3 separate regions of the Mus musculus genome follow, and all the other regions are linked to region 2. The links are chromatin contacts, called in public targeted proximity ligation maps. All regions are on one chromosome and are shown on one strand. The core of a region is the stretch at or near the end of the contact, and the rest is flanking DNA. Distances in the headings are between cores, read along the strand shown.

What was found.
Region 1: a targeted proximity ligation map of extraembryonic endoderm stem cells shows a contact between it and region 2. A contact is called at or near these places in 5 of 39 promoter capture datasets (the 3T3-L1 cell line, frontonasal cranial neural crest, hippocampal neurons and 1 more), 5 of 484 Hi-C or Micro-C datasets (CD4 T cells, brown adipocytes, cardiomyocytes and 2 more), 8 of 130 datasets of targeted methods (the NIH/3T3 cell line, embryonic basal ganglia, embryonic forebrain and 5 more) and 1 of 9 other capture datasets (embryonic stem cells).
Region 3: a targeted proximity ligation map of extraembryonic endoderm stem cells shows a contact between it and region 2. A contact is called at or near these places in 12 of 39 promoter capture datasets (the 3T3-L1 cell line, 3T3-L1-derived adipocytes, HPC-7-derived erythroid cells and 7 more), 12 of 484 Hi-C or Micro-C datasets (the HL-1 cell line, cardiomyocytes, cerebral cortex and 7 more) and 3 of 130 datasets of targeted methods (the NIH/3T3 cell line, extraembryonic endoderm stem cells and trophoblast stem cells).

Annotation. Positions count from the first base shown.
Region 1 is chr19:37,884,805-37,888,527 of GRCm38.p6, reverse strand. No RefSeq gene overlaps it. Among named protein-coding and RNA genes, the nearest start is that of Gm52397, 99 kb to the left of the region's middle.
Region 2 is chr19:37,522,479-37,526,311 of GRCm38.p6, reverse strand. No RefSeq gene overlaps it. Among named protein-coding and RNA genes, the nearest start is that of Gm41842, 22 kb to the left of the region's middle.
Region 3 is chr19:37,933,673-37,937,407 of GRCm38.p6, reverse strand. It overlaps Myof (myoferlin), which reads left to right. Exons shown (of 54, transcript NM_001302140.1): 33 at 913-1,094; 34 at 1,189-1,347; 35 at 1,463-1,561; 36 at 2,487-2,648. Among named protein-coding and RNA genes, the nearest start is that of Gm52397, 51 kb to the left of the region's middle.

The DNA of each region.
Region 1 (3,723 bases), core at 373-2,872, 360 kb before region 2:
GACACATTTATACCCACAAAGGATGGACCTGCAGGTCTAAAGCGTTTCAATGTCTTTTTTTTATAAATGTATTCTAAGTTTTGTATTCTACCACAAAGGCTTTTAAAAAGTGAACCTTTGGACTCCATTTAGTACAATGAAGAAAAAAAAACTGCTCAAAAGTCTTCTTTAAACCTAGAGGCTGCACTTGGGTGGTTCAGCTCAAAATACAGACTGTGGTATATGTACGACTGGTTGAGTGCCCACATCTGTGGGCTGCTGTTCCACCCTCCCACCTCCAGGTGCATTCAAATGGCTTCCCGCAAGAGCAACCCTGTGTCAAGAGCTCCAAAATGGGGTGCAGATATGAATTTAATAACCGTAACAGCTCAGACTGGAGAGATGGCTCAGTGGTTAAGCACACGTATTATTCTTCCAGAGGACCTGAGTTGCGTTCCCAGCCCCCACATTATCTGACTCATGACCACGTGTGACTCCAGCTGCAGGAACATCTGATATCTCTGGGATCTTGGGCACCAGCAGAGTGCCTAGACCCACACAGAGACGTGTACATGTAATTAAAAATAACAAAGCAACCGTTTAAATAATGGTTACAGCTCACCTGGGCAGTCCTGGGGACACTGATCCATGTAAAAATGAACTTACAAGTAACTAATGGGGTTGCTAAGCACCCCATTAAAAATCTACATCAATCTTCAATTAGAATATATTTCGGAAGAACTAAATGTGGTGGTCTATGCCTTTAACCCAATTCGAGGCAAGGCAGCGGATCTTTGTGAGTTTGAGACCAACCTGGTCTACGTTACAATTTCCAGACCAGACAGGGCTATACAGTGAGACCCTGTCTCAAAATGAAACAAAACAAAAAACAAAGAATATACTCCAGGAACATACTGCATACCTCTCCTGTGGATTTGTACACACACACACACACACACACACACACACACACACACACACACACACACAGTGTTTCCAAACCAAATGTAATACATAATGGGTGCACAGGGGTCAAAAAAAAATCTCTGTAGTCAGAGGTCAAGGATGTTGCCCAATTGTTGAATGTGTGTGTCCTTGACAAGTGTGAAGTCCTAGTTTCACACCGCACCCCGAAACATAAACGAATGATTTAATTTTAAAAATCTGTACCCCCAACACTTTGATCAGTTCTCAGGTCCCTGCCATTGGGGAAGCAGATAGCTGAGACACAATGTGATCCTGGGTACAAATGCACTGCCACACCAGCGGAAGAAGAAAAAGACGCAGCAAGGTAAAGTGTAGCATAAACGGCCAAGAGTTAGGGCAAAGCAGAGAGTTGGGCGTCAGATCTTGGTCTTATTAAACTTTTTTAAACCCAATAAATATATTTATTGATATCGCGATCATTTTTGTTACTTCCGCAGGAGAACAGAAATCAGTTAAGGGTGGCTCTGGAAACACAGCCTAATGCTTTCCAAAGGAAAATATTCCATTGTAGAACGGGCCAGAATCTTGGGAAGACATAGACGTGTATTTCAAATACTGTCCACAAGATGGCAGCAGCATCCTCAGGTTCCCAGTTGGCACAAAAGGCATTCCATTCAGTCTGCATTCCCCGGAACCCCACCCAAGACAGGCATCTCTGGGACATATTTTAAGTGGAAGGTGACCAGCACCACCGCATCTAAAGGATGCCCTTTCTTCTGGAATGCTCTGGAAGTTTACGACTAGACAGACAAAAATGCTCCGGTCTTGAGAAAAAACGGGAAACCACCCATTCATTCAAGTATTCACTCGTGAAGGAACCTGGGATCCTGCTGAATCCTACGCTTCCTGCAGAGAGGTGCAGCAGGTCTCTGTTTCCGTGGCCTCGCAGTCAGTTTACACACAGTCTACCAAACCAGAAGGGTCTTCCATCCAGTTAAAAATCACCGTCCTGCAGACTGCAACTGCTGCGGAGCACAATGAAGGCTAGAACCCTACCCCAGGATGGGATGCCCACAAGGACTCTGCTCTCTAAGCTGCCCAGAACAGTAGAGTTCAAAGGGAGAGAACTCGTGGAGTTAAATCAAGACTGTGGGTTTGCCCACCTGTAAAACGACTTAAGTTCTTCTTTCTTTCTTTCTTTCTTTCTTTCTTTCTTTCTTTCTTTCTTTCTTTCTTTCTCTCTCTCTCTCTCTCTCTCTCTCTCTCTCTCTCTCTCTCTCTCTCTCTCTCCCTCCCTCCCTCCCTCCCTCCCTCCCTCCCTCCCTCCCTCCCTCCCTCCCTCCCTCTCTCTCTCTCTCTCTCTCTCTTTCTTTCTTTCTTTCTTTCTTTCTTTTTTCTATAGCCTGTTTGAAGTTAAAAATCTGGGCCGGCTAATGGAAGTTGCCACCTGGAATGTCTGGGGCAGTAGTGCAAGGTTACATTCCAGGCTCCTAGCAGAAAAATGTCAGCAATTTGCCTTTTGTCAACTGCAAATTAAAGTAATTTCCACGCAGAAGGTTTCTCCTGCTGGCAGTGAGCACCCAAAACACTAGGGCAAGCCGTGACCTGTCTCCCGTCCCCAGGGCCACCACACCTGAAGTTGGATGCACCTTGGAGCTGCAAAGAATGGCTGTCTTCCCTCTGAAATGCCCAACCAGATGGGCGCTAGTGGGGTACAGAGGGAAGTGCATCTTCTCAGTCCCTCTTAGTCCCTAGACGTTCTCGTAGAGTTGGGGAGGGCACTCAAAGGCTCTATAGAGAGGTGAGTCTGTGTACACTGTCATACCTGGCCTGTGATGAAAGTGTTGGACAGACTGGTGCTGATGTAGACACAGCATCTTTGGTGAAAGAGACACTACAGTCAGCATAGATGAGGGATCTTTGGAGCAAAAGAAAAGAGTGGGGTTCGAACCTCATTTGTCAACCTCCTGGCTTCCCCTGGGCCCCATACAGGCACCAATTACAGAGGTGAATAGTGAAACTTGTCCTCACACAGACTTAACTCTGAGCTTAGAGGCTGGAAACCACATTGGCTCTGCGATTGCCATGCTCCAGGGAGGGAAGCCAGTCCCTAGTGTTCAGATGAACTGCAAATGAATGGTCAGTGTCTTCACAGGCAGCCAGCATGCTTAGCTGGCCAATCACCTCCCTAAAAATTCTAACGCACACATACATGCACACATGCACTCATGCATGCACGCATGCACACACCATTCTGTGCCCAATGCCAGCCTGACTGGGGACCTCTAAGGTTCTGGAATCAATCCTGCACTTCTGCACACAGGTCGCTTTGATCAGAGTCCCACACTTCACGACCAGCACTGGGACTCCATCATCTGTCTTAACCTGTGACCTGTCTGAGTCTCCTTTTCCTAGTCTATCAGGTCAGATGACCTGAGATGTCTTTCAGCTGAGACACCTCTCAGAGCTACAGTTCATGATCCATGTACTTCACACTGGAGTGGAGGGTAGGGGTGGGGTTCAGGTTTTTACAATCTTTGCCCCTCCCCTTTTCCCATGCACACAGTGAGAGCTTTGTAGATAAGGAGAACAAGATTTAGAGATAAGAATCCAGGATTTCTCCAGGGGCTCACAAATTGAAAGCCATCCGTAGAAACCAAGCGGAACGGCACTTTTGAGCCTTTCAGGGTTAATGAACAAAATACTCAAAATTGAGCAGCTTATAAGCAACAGAAATTTGTATCTCACAGTTCTGGGAGCTGGGAAATCCCAAGTTGTGGGGAGGGAGTGTTTCTCTGTGTCTGGTGAGAGTTTGTT
Region 2 (3,833 bases), core at 1,167-3,666:
AACTGCAGTCTTCAGGTCAGTACCAGGAAAAGCAGGACACCATAGAAGTGCTAGTCGGCTCTGCACGATTGCTTAATGAGTAAGCGTGTACCATTGAAGATAGCTGTATCAAAAGAGCTTTGTCTGCGTGCACATGCGCGTGCAGACCAAAGGACAGAATTTGCAGGATAAGCTCTGTCCTTCTACACATGGGGTGCCCAATCAAACTCAAGTATCTCGGCCTGGCAGCGAGCAGGCTTGCCTGGGGAGACGTCACCCTGGCCTTAGTTGTTGAGACTGAACCTGGAGCTCATTGATTCATTTAGACTGGTTGACCAATGACATCCAGGCGTCCTCCTGTCTCCATACACACATCCCCAGTGCTCGGATGTTAGGTGCACATCTCTGAGCCTGACTTTTCCGTGGGTGCAGGGGATCCGAAATCAGGTTCTACTTGCATCTCACTTTGCCAACTGACCCATCACTCAATCCCAGAGAGCATTTCCGTTTTGTTCCGGTGAGTAGCATTATTCCTTTGTTTTTCTGAAATGAGTACCGTGGATGCTTCTTTAAAGCCCTAGGCCCGAGTTTTTAAAAAATCAGTGACCCATAAAACATGAAGGAAGTATAAAATCCAGACGCAATTACTTCCTACGTTAAGTTCTTTAGTTTTCAAACATAATCATTCATCTTTAAAAAATAAAACTACTTACGTAAGACTTTAGAGTTATAATGGCATATTCCTGTATTCTCAGTATTTCAAGGGCCAAGGCAGGAGGATAACAAGTTCAAAACTAGCCTGGAATATACATTAAGACTTTGTCACAAAATAACTATATGTGGGCTGGTGAGATGGCTCAGTGGGTAAGAGCACCCGACTGCTCTTCCGAAGGTCCGGAGTTCAATTCCCAGCAACCACATGGTGGCTCACAACCATCCGTAACGAGATCTGACTCCCTCTTCTAGAATGTCTGAAGACAGCTACAGTGTACTTACATATAATCAATAAAATAAATCTTTAAAAAAAAAATAACTATATGTATATATGTGTATATGTGTGTGTGTGTGTACATAATATATATACACATCATATATACATATATATAAAATATATACACACACATTTTTGTATATATGTGTATATATACACACATTTTTGTGTATATATATATATATATATATATATATATATATATATATATATAAAACAATTGAAACCTCTACTGTGCTCCAAGTCCTTGAGAAACCCTGACTACACCAGTAGACAAAGATCTCCTTTGTTTCAGCTTGAGCTAGAGGAATGGGGTCCAGTTGCAGTCAATATCAGTGATGCACACACACACACACACACACACACACACACACACACACACACACTAGCTAGAAGGATCCATCTATAAACCCCAGAAGCAGAATTTGAACACAGATCTGCCCATAACTACTGTATTCTGCTTCTCTCCTCTCTTCTTGAAGCCCTCTCCATGCACTGAACACCCACTTGCTAACAGTAATGTCCCCAGCAAGGAGGTCCTCACCTGACTCTCCCTCTCCAAGTCGGTCTCCGCCAAGCTCTGGTTTCCAGCTCTCCCCTGAGTGTCTGCAGGTATTGGTGGATGCAGTTTCTGTTATTCAGAGCAGGCTTCGAAATGTCTACTTTAGTCAATGAATTTCTGTGTGTTCAAGGCTCATCACGCACAGCCCTGACCTCTCCTCAAAGCCATTACAGGTCCCAAATTGTACAGAGAATATTTAGACAAGACTCAGAGGCTGTATCTGGAATACTAAACTAAGAATTTCCTTCCTTCTCTTCTCTTCTCTTCTCTTCTCTTCTCTTCTCTTCTCTTCTCTTCTCTTCTCTTCCCTCTCTCTCTCTCTCTCTTTTCCTTTAGTACAGGGTTTCTCTCTCTCTTTTCCTTTAGTACAGGATCTCTCTCTCTCTCTCTCTCTCTCTCTCTCTCTCTCTCTCTCTCTCTCTTTTCCTTTAGTACAGGGTTTCTCTGTGTAGCGTTGGCTGTCCTGGAACTCATTCTGTAGACCAGGCTGGCCTCGAACTCACAGAGTGCTGGGATTAAGAGTGTGTGCCCTCATGCCCGGCTAAATTTTTTTCATCTCTAGGTGTTTTCACCTTTGTTCTCAGAGCATTTAGAACAGGACTTCACACATGGAAGTCTTTGTGAATGTTTGTTGATATCCTCAATTAATAAAATAAAATCAGTTCAAATGGTGAGTTATCTCTTCCTGCACCATGCTGTTGTCTTTTGGTTGGTTTGTTGACAGAATAACTTATTTAGCTGATTTTATTTTTTTGATAGCTCTCACAATACTTCAAGCTGGTTTTGAATATGATCTTTTTGCTTCAGCCCTATGCATGCTGGGATTGCAGACATGCCTGACCACAATAGGTTTCACTACCCTTTATCTCTTCAAGTTTCCCATTACCCGCTATCATTTTCTCCAGATCTGCAACTGCTCAGAAATGTTGATTCTGCGGACAGCCTATCCTACAGAACTTGTGGGAGTCAGTTTGGTTTGCAGTCCCTGACAGAGTCTGGCCCCTCCCAAGGACAACAATTGGAGAGTAAAACTTAAGAGAATGACTGTTGAGATCCTTTCTGCCTCAAACACACCCCGAAAGAAAGAAAAGTTTCCATTTATTCGGGGCTCTCCAGGGCTGAGGTTCAATAGGTGATCTGTATGTTTCCTTTTCGCTTCTAAACACATGTGTTCTTTTGTTTCTCAGGAAGCAATCATCGTGTAGCCATGGAAATCAATGAGTACGGAGGAAACGTTGCAGGGAAAAATGAAGCCAACGAGCTCAACTCCACAGAAGTTGGTCACATCCTAAAACAATCAGTGTGTGGGCATACAGGGGCTCGCTGAGGAAGTGCGGTATTTTGACAGTAACCTTTGCAGAAAGTGAGCACGTTTCAAAACGCTCAAGTGTTTGTAGAATGTCAGCCAAGCCTGCTGCTCGCTCCTTAGTCTTTCCTCTCAGCAGCCCTGACACCCACCCTCCATGAAATTCCCATTCTATCAAGAAACGTTGGGTTTAAATGGCTTTCCAAAACCAATGTGACACTCTAGTGGATGGCCCCACACCCAGAAGGATAAATTAATAGCACATGATTGAGTTGATGGATTATTAAATTATCAAATAAATAAATATACACACATCTACAAGGACACATATCGAGATGGGAGATTTTGAAGGAGTTAGTAAGAAGCCGAGTGAATATGATCAATATACATTGTAAGAAGCTCTCAAATAGTTAATAAAAACGCATATATTATTTAAGCTAGTGTGAGTGGCAGCATTTGAAGCAACATGATCTTTCCACCAATCAGAAGTCATCTTAAAGGTGAGCCGTGTCCACATGCCCTGACCTGAATTTCACAGAACAAAGATCTTGGAACTATCTCTCCACACCTATAACTAGTCTCTCTTTATAACTAGGCTTACAGTTAATAAATAGCCTTGGAGGTGGAAGTGAAATTTAAGGTTTAAGACTGTGTTTCAGGAGGCAGAGGCAGGAGGATTTCTGAGTTTGAGGCCAGCTTGGTCTACAAAGTGAGTTCCAGGAACAGCCAGGGCTATACAGAGAAACTCTGTATCAAAAAAAAAAAAAAAAAAAAAAAAAGACTGTGTTTCAGGGCTGAGAAATGGCTCATCAGCTAAGAGCATCTACCGCTTGTGTAGAGAGAGAACCCTTAAATTCAATCCTGCAGCTCAGAGTAGCCTCTTATTTCCAGCTCCAGGGGATCCAGTGTCCTCTTCTGGCTTCTGGGAGCACCTGCACTCATGTGCACAACCCTCCACACAAACACTCATGCATACAAACAATTTAAAAAAAAAA
Region 3 (3,735 bases), core at 373-2,872, 410 kb before region 2:
GATTATCTAGATCTGGTCTAAAAGTTTGATCAAGATTATCCTACTCTGTAGAACAAAACTTCAAAATGTTTTTTTTTTAGGACATTTTCAAATAGTATCCACCAGGGGACACTGTCTCACTATAGATCCAATCAGAATTCTTAGAAAAATCTTCACTGATGTTTGTATCCCAGTTGGATACAAGATTTATCAGTGGGGCAAAAGAAAACTTTTAGTCCTGTTGCAAGCTGTAAATTCTGAGAACAACTAAACCTTTCCTAGTTACTGCTATATTCTTGAAACCCAGCAAATACAACAAATACAAATACAAATACAAATACAAATACAAATACAAAACTTTCTGTATAGATAACAGTAGAAACAAAAGCATAAAATAAACTTATATTTGTCAGTTTATCAAAAACATAGAAACAAAAATATAAAAATAACCGGTATTTACCAATGAAATGGATAATAGGCTCTGTTCTAGGCAGTTCACATGTTCATGTCATCCCATTTTCTACTCAATAGGAAAACAGAAATTACTTTTGTGGCAAAGAGGGAGGAACGGAGGCTTAGAAAGGTTAAACCTTTTTCTTTCAAGGTCACGGGGGCACAGCAGGCCAGATGTGTCTGGTTGCGAAGCTTGTATTCTAGATGATGTATGTGAAAGACTGTGTGCCCAATGAACCTTGCTGAGGATAAGTGCACTCCAGAGAAGCAATCCTTTGCACATGTCAGGGCCTTCGGTTAGGCACTTCTCACCATGATACTGTCCTCTGTGGTGCCCCGCTTTCAGAACTCCTTGTCTTCAAAGGGGTGGTGAAAACATATGACCACTATGTCCAGATGAAAAGTCTTTGGTTGAAACGCACTGTCATAGGAGCTCGACTTCTCCGAGACTCTACTGTTAATATCTTTTTCTGTGCATAGATCCATACGCCCATGTCTCCTTCCTCCATCGAAGCAAAACCACTGAGATCATCCACTCCACCCTGAATCCCACCTGGGACCAAACCATTATATTCGATGAGGTTGAAATCTTTGGGGAACCCCAAACAGTTCTACAGAACCCACCCAACGTTACCATAGAACTTTTTGACAATGACCAAGTGGTAGGTAACAGGACAGTTTATGATGACTTGGGGGCATGACAGTCGTCTGCAGGGCTATTTGACCAGGAGTTTCAGTGTGGGTTTCCTTCTCTAGGGCAAAGATGAATTTTTAGGTCGAAGCATTTGCTCTCCCTTGGTGAAACTGAACTCAGAAACGGACATCACACCTAAGCTTCTCTGGCATCCTGTTATGAATGGAGACAAGGCCTGTGGGGATGTCCTCGTAACAGCAGAGTTGATTCTGAGGAACAAGGTATCGCTTTGTTCTTGCTCATGGATTCCACGAGCTGCTTAGAGCACCTCAGTCATTCCAGGTACTCTCTGCTTTAATGAAAGGGAAGTGTTGACAGCCTGCGTTTGTTCCACAGGATGGCTCCAACCTTCCCATCCTCCCCTCTCAAAGAGCACCAAACTTATACATGGTCCCTCAGGGGATCAGGCCTGTGGTTCAGCTCACTGCCATTGAGGTATGTATTCTCTCTGAGTTTTACTTGACCAAGCCAAAGGGTGTGTCAAGGACCATTAGTGTAGGGCATGCATTGTGCTGCATGCTTTCTTGCTGTCTCTAACTTCCTATAAAATCGGCTCACACCCTCCCCCAATGGAAATAAATAGTCATAGAAAGTAGACATCTTAACAAAGCAATAAGAAGCAGATCTCAGGGATTTCTTTCTTTTGGGGGGAATTCACCAGAGAAAGAGAAGATAACCCAAGAGAAAGTGCCATGTGAACAAGGAGAAGGTCTGCAAAGGAGGCAGGAGGTCGGGGGTGGGGGTGGGGGTGGGGGAAGCAGCCCACAGTGGCGACCAGGGAGATAATTAGGGCAGACCCAGGCTGGTGGAGATAACCTCTTAGCTAGATAGACGGGGTCCTGATAAGGGAAGCATTGTTAGCGCCTCTGTTTTGCTGTGCGTTCGAAAACAGACACAGGGAGCTTCAAACAGCTGCTACCAGTTTGGAATGCTTGCAGGTCATTTACCATGCAAGAGGTTTAGACTTGATCTTCCAGATTGCCCCCACTCCCCACCCCCAGTGGATCACATGAGTCCTGTTTGCAGGTGAGATCTAGAGATGCTGACTGACTCGGCAGCACTTACAGCAGTTCTGACAAAAGGGAAGGGCCAAAACCACTTTCTCTGCATTTCCACAGGCACCTGAAGAGAATATGCACTGGTATTTTAGACGAATGTGCATCGCTCCATCTTAAAGACTGTACTGTGTTCTGTGATTGAGATTGGATTTTTCCATATATGTGTGTGCACGTGTGTATGTGTGTGTGTGCGTGCATGTGACTCTCTGTGTGTATGTGTGTGCTCACATATGTGTGTGAGTGCATCTGTGTGTGTGTAATATGTCAGGTTTACTTCCCTTCTCTTTAACTTGTTTCCCCAGATCCTAGCTTGGGGCTTAAGAAATATGAAAAACTACCAGATGGCTTCTGTCACATCACCCAGCCTGGTGGTGGAATGCGGAGGAGAGAGAGTAGAATCGGTGGTGATCAAAAGCCTTAAGAAGACACCCAACTTCCCAAGTTCTGTTCTCTTCATGAAAGTGGTACAGTATCTAGACTCTGCACGAGCCCACGCAAGTGGGAAAACCCAGCCTTATAGTAAATGTGCCGGAGACTTCTCCCTCCTTAGGTCATCTGTAGTTAGTTACTGAAAGCTCCAAATGGCCCCTCTATGAGCAGAGCTTGTTTCTCCAGAAAGTGTTTGGTCTCTGTTATAGGCTCTTAGTGAACCCCTCAAGGCCAGATTGTTAACTAGTGCGAATGCACGTGGACCAGAACTTTCCACTAGGATCTGGATGTCTAGGAAGGAACAGCTGTGGAGGACTTCCGTGTGGGTGATGTGGCATGGCCCTAATAGTCTGTGTCTGAGTCCATACTATGGAACCTTCTTTGATCCTTTGAAGTTTATTGTCAGAATTGTGAGGTGTCAGATGGGACTCACACACCTCCACCTGTTATAACTAGAGCTTGTGAAAACCACCCAACTTGTCCATTTTGAAAGAAATTCAATTCTTAACTTTCTTGCTTATCCCTGGTTGTCCTGGAACTCATTCTGTAGACCAGGCTGGCCTTAAATTCAGAGATCTGCTTGCCTCTGCCTAGTGAGTGCTAGGATTAACGGCATGTACCCCCACCACCCAGCAAACCTTAATTCTTATAAATAAAAAAATTCATCTTTGCATTGATATGTAAAAGATTACAATAAGGACATATAAAGATGGAAGACTAGAATTTTCCATTTCCTTTCCACAGCTCATTTTCCTTCATATCCCCAACACACTACTCTTGAACATCGGGGCCACATGGTTTAACCTCTCATTTTGCATCTGAGGCAGTTGAGGCCTAGAGAGGAGAAATGGCTTCCCTGGCCTCAGAGCAAGTGTGTACCCTTCTGTGCTTGGGACCATGGTCTAGTTTCATCTGCAACTCCAGCCCAGTGCTACAACTCCTTCCTTCATGTTTGAGGCAATGAAGAGGTTAAGTAATTTGTACAGGAGGACCCAGCAAGCGAGTAGCCAGAGCTTGGACTGGGGACCTTCCACTCCATGATTCTGCAGATGGACAGTCTCATGGACATGTAGAAGCAGAATCCCTAGTTAGTCACCACTAAGAAACTCTGCCAATCCTCAC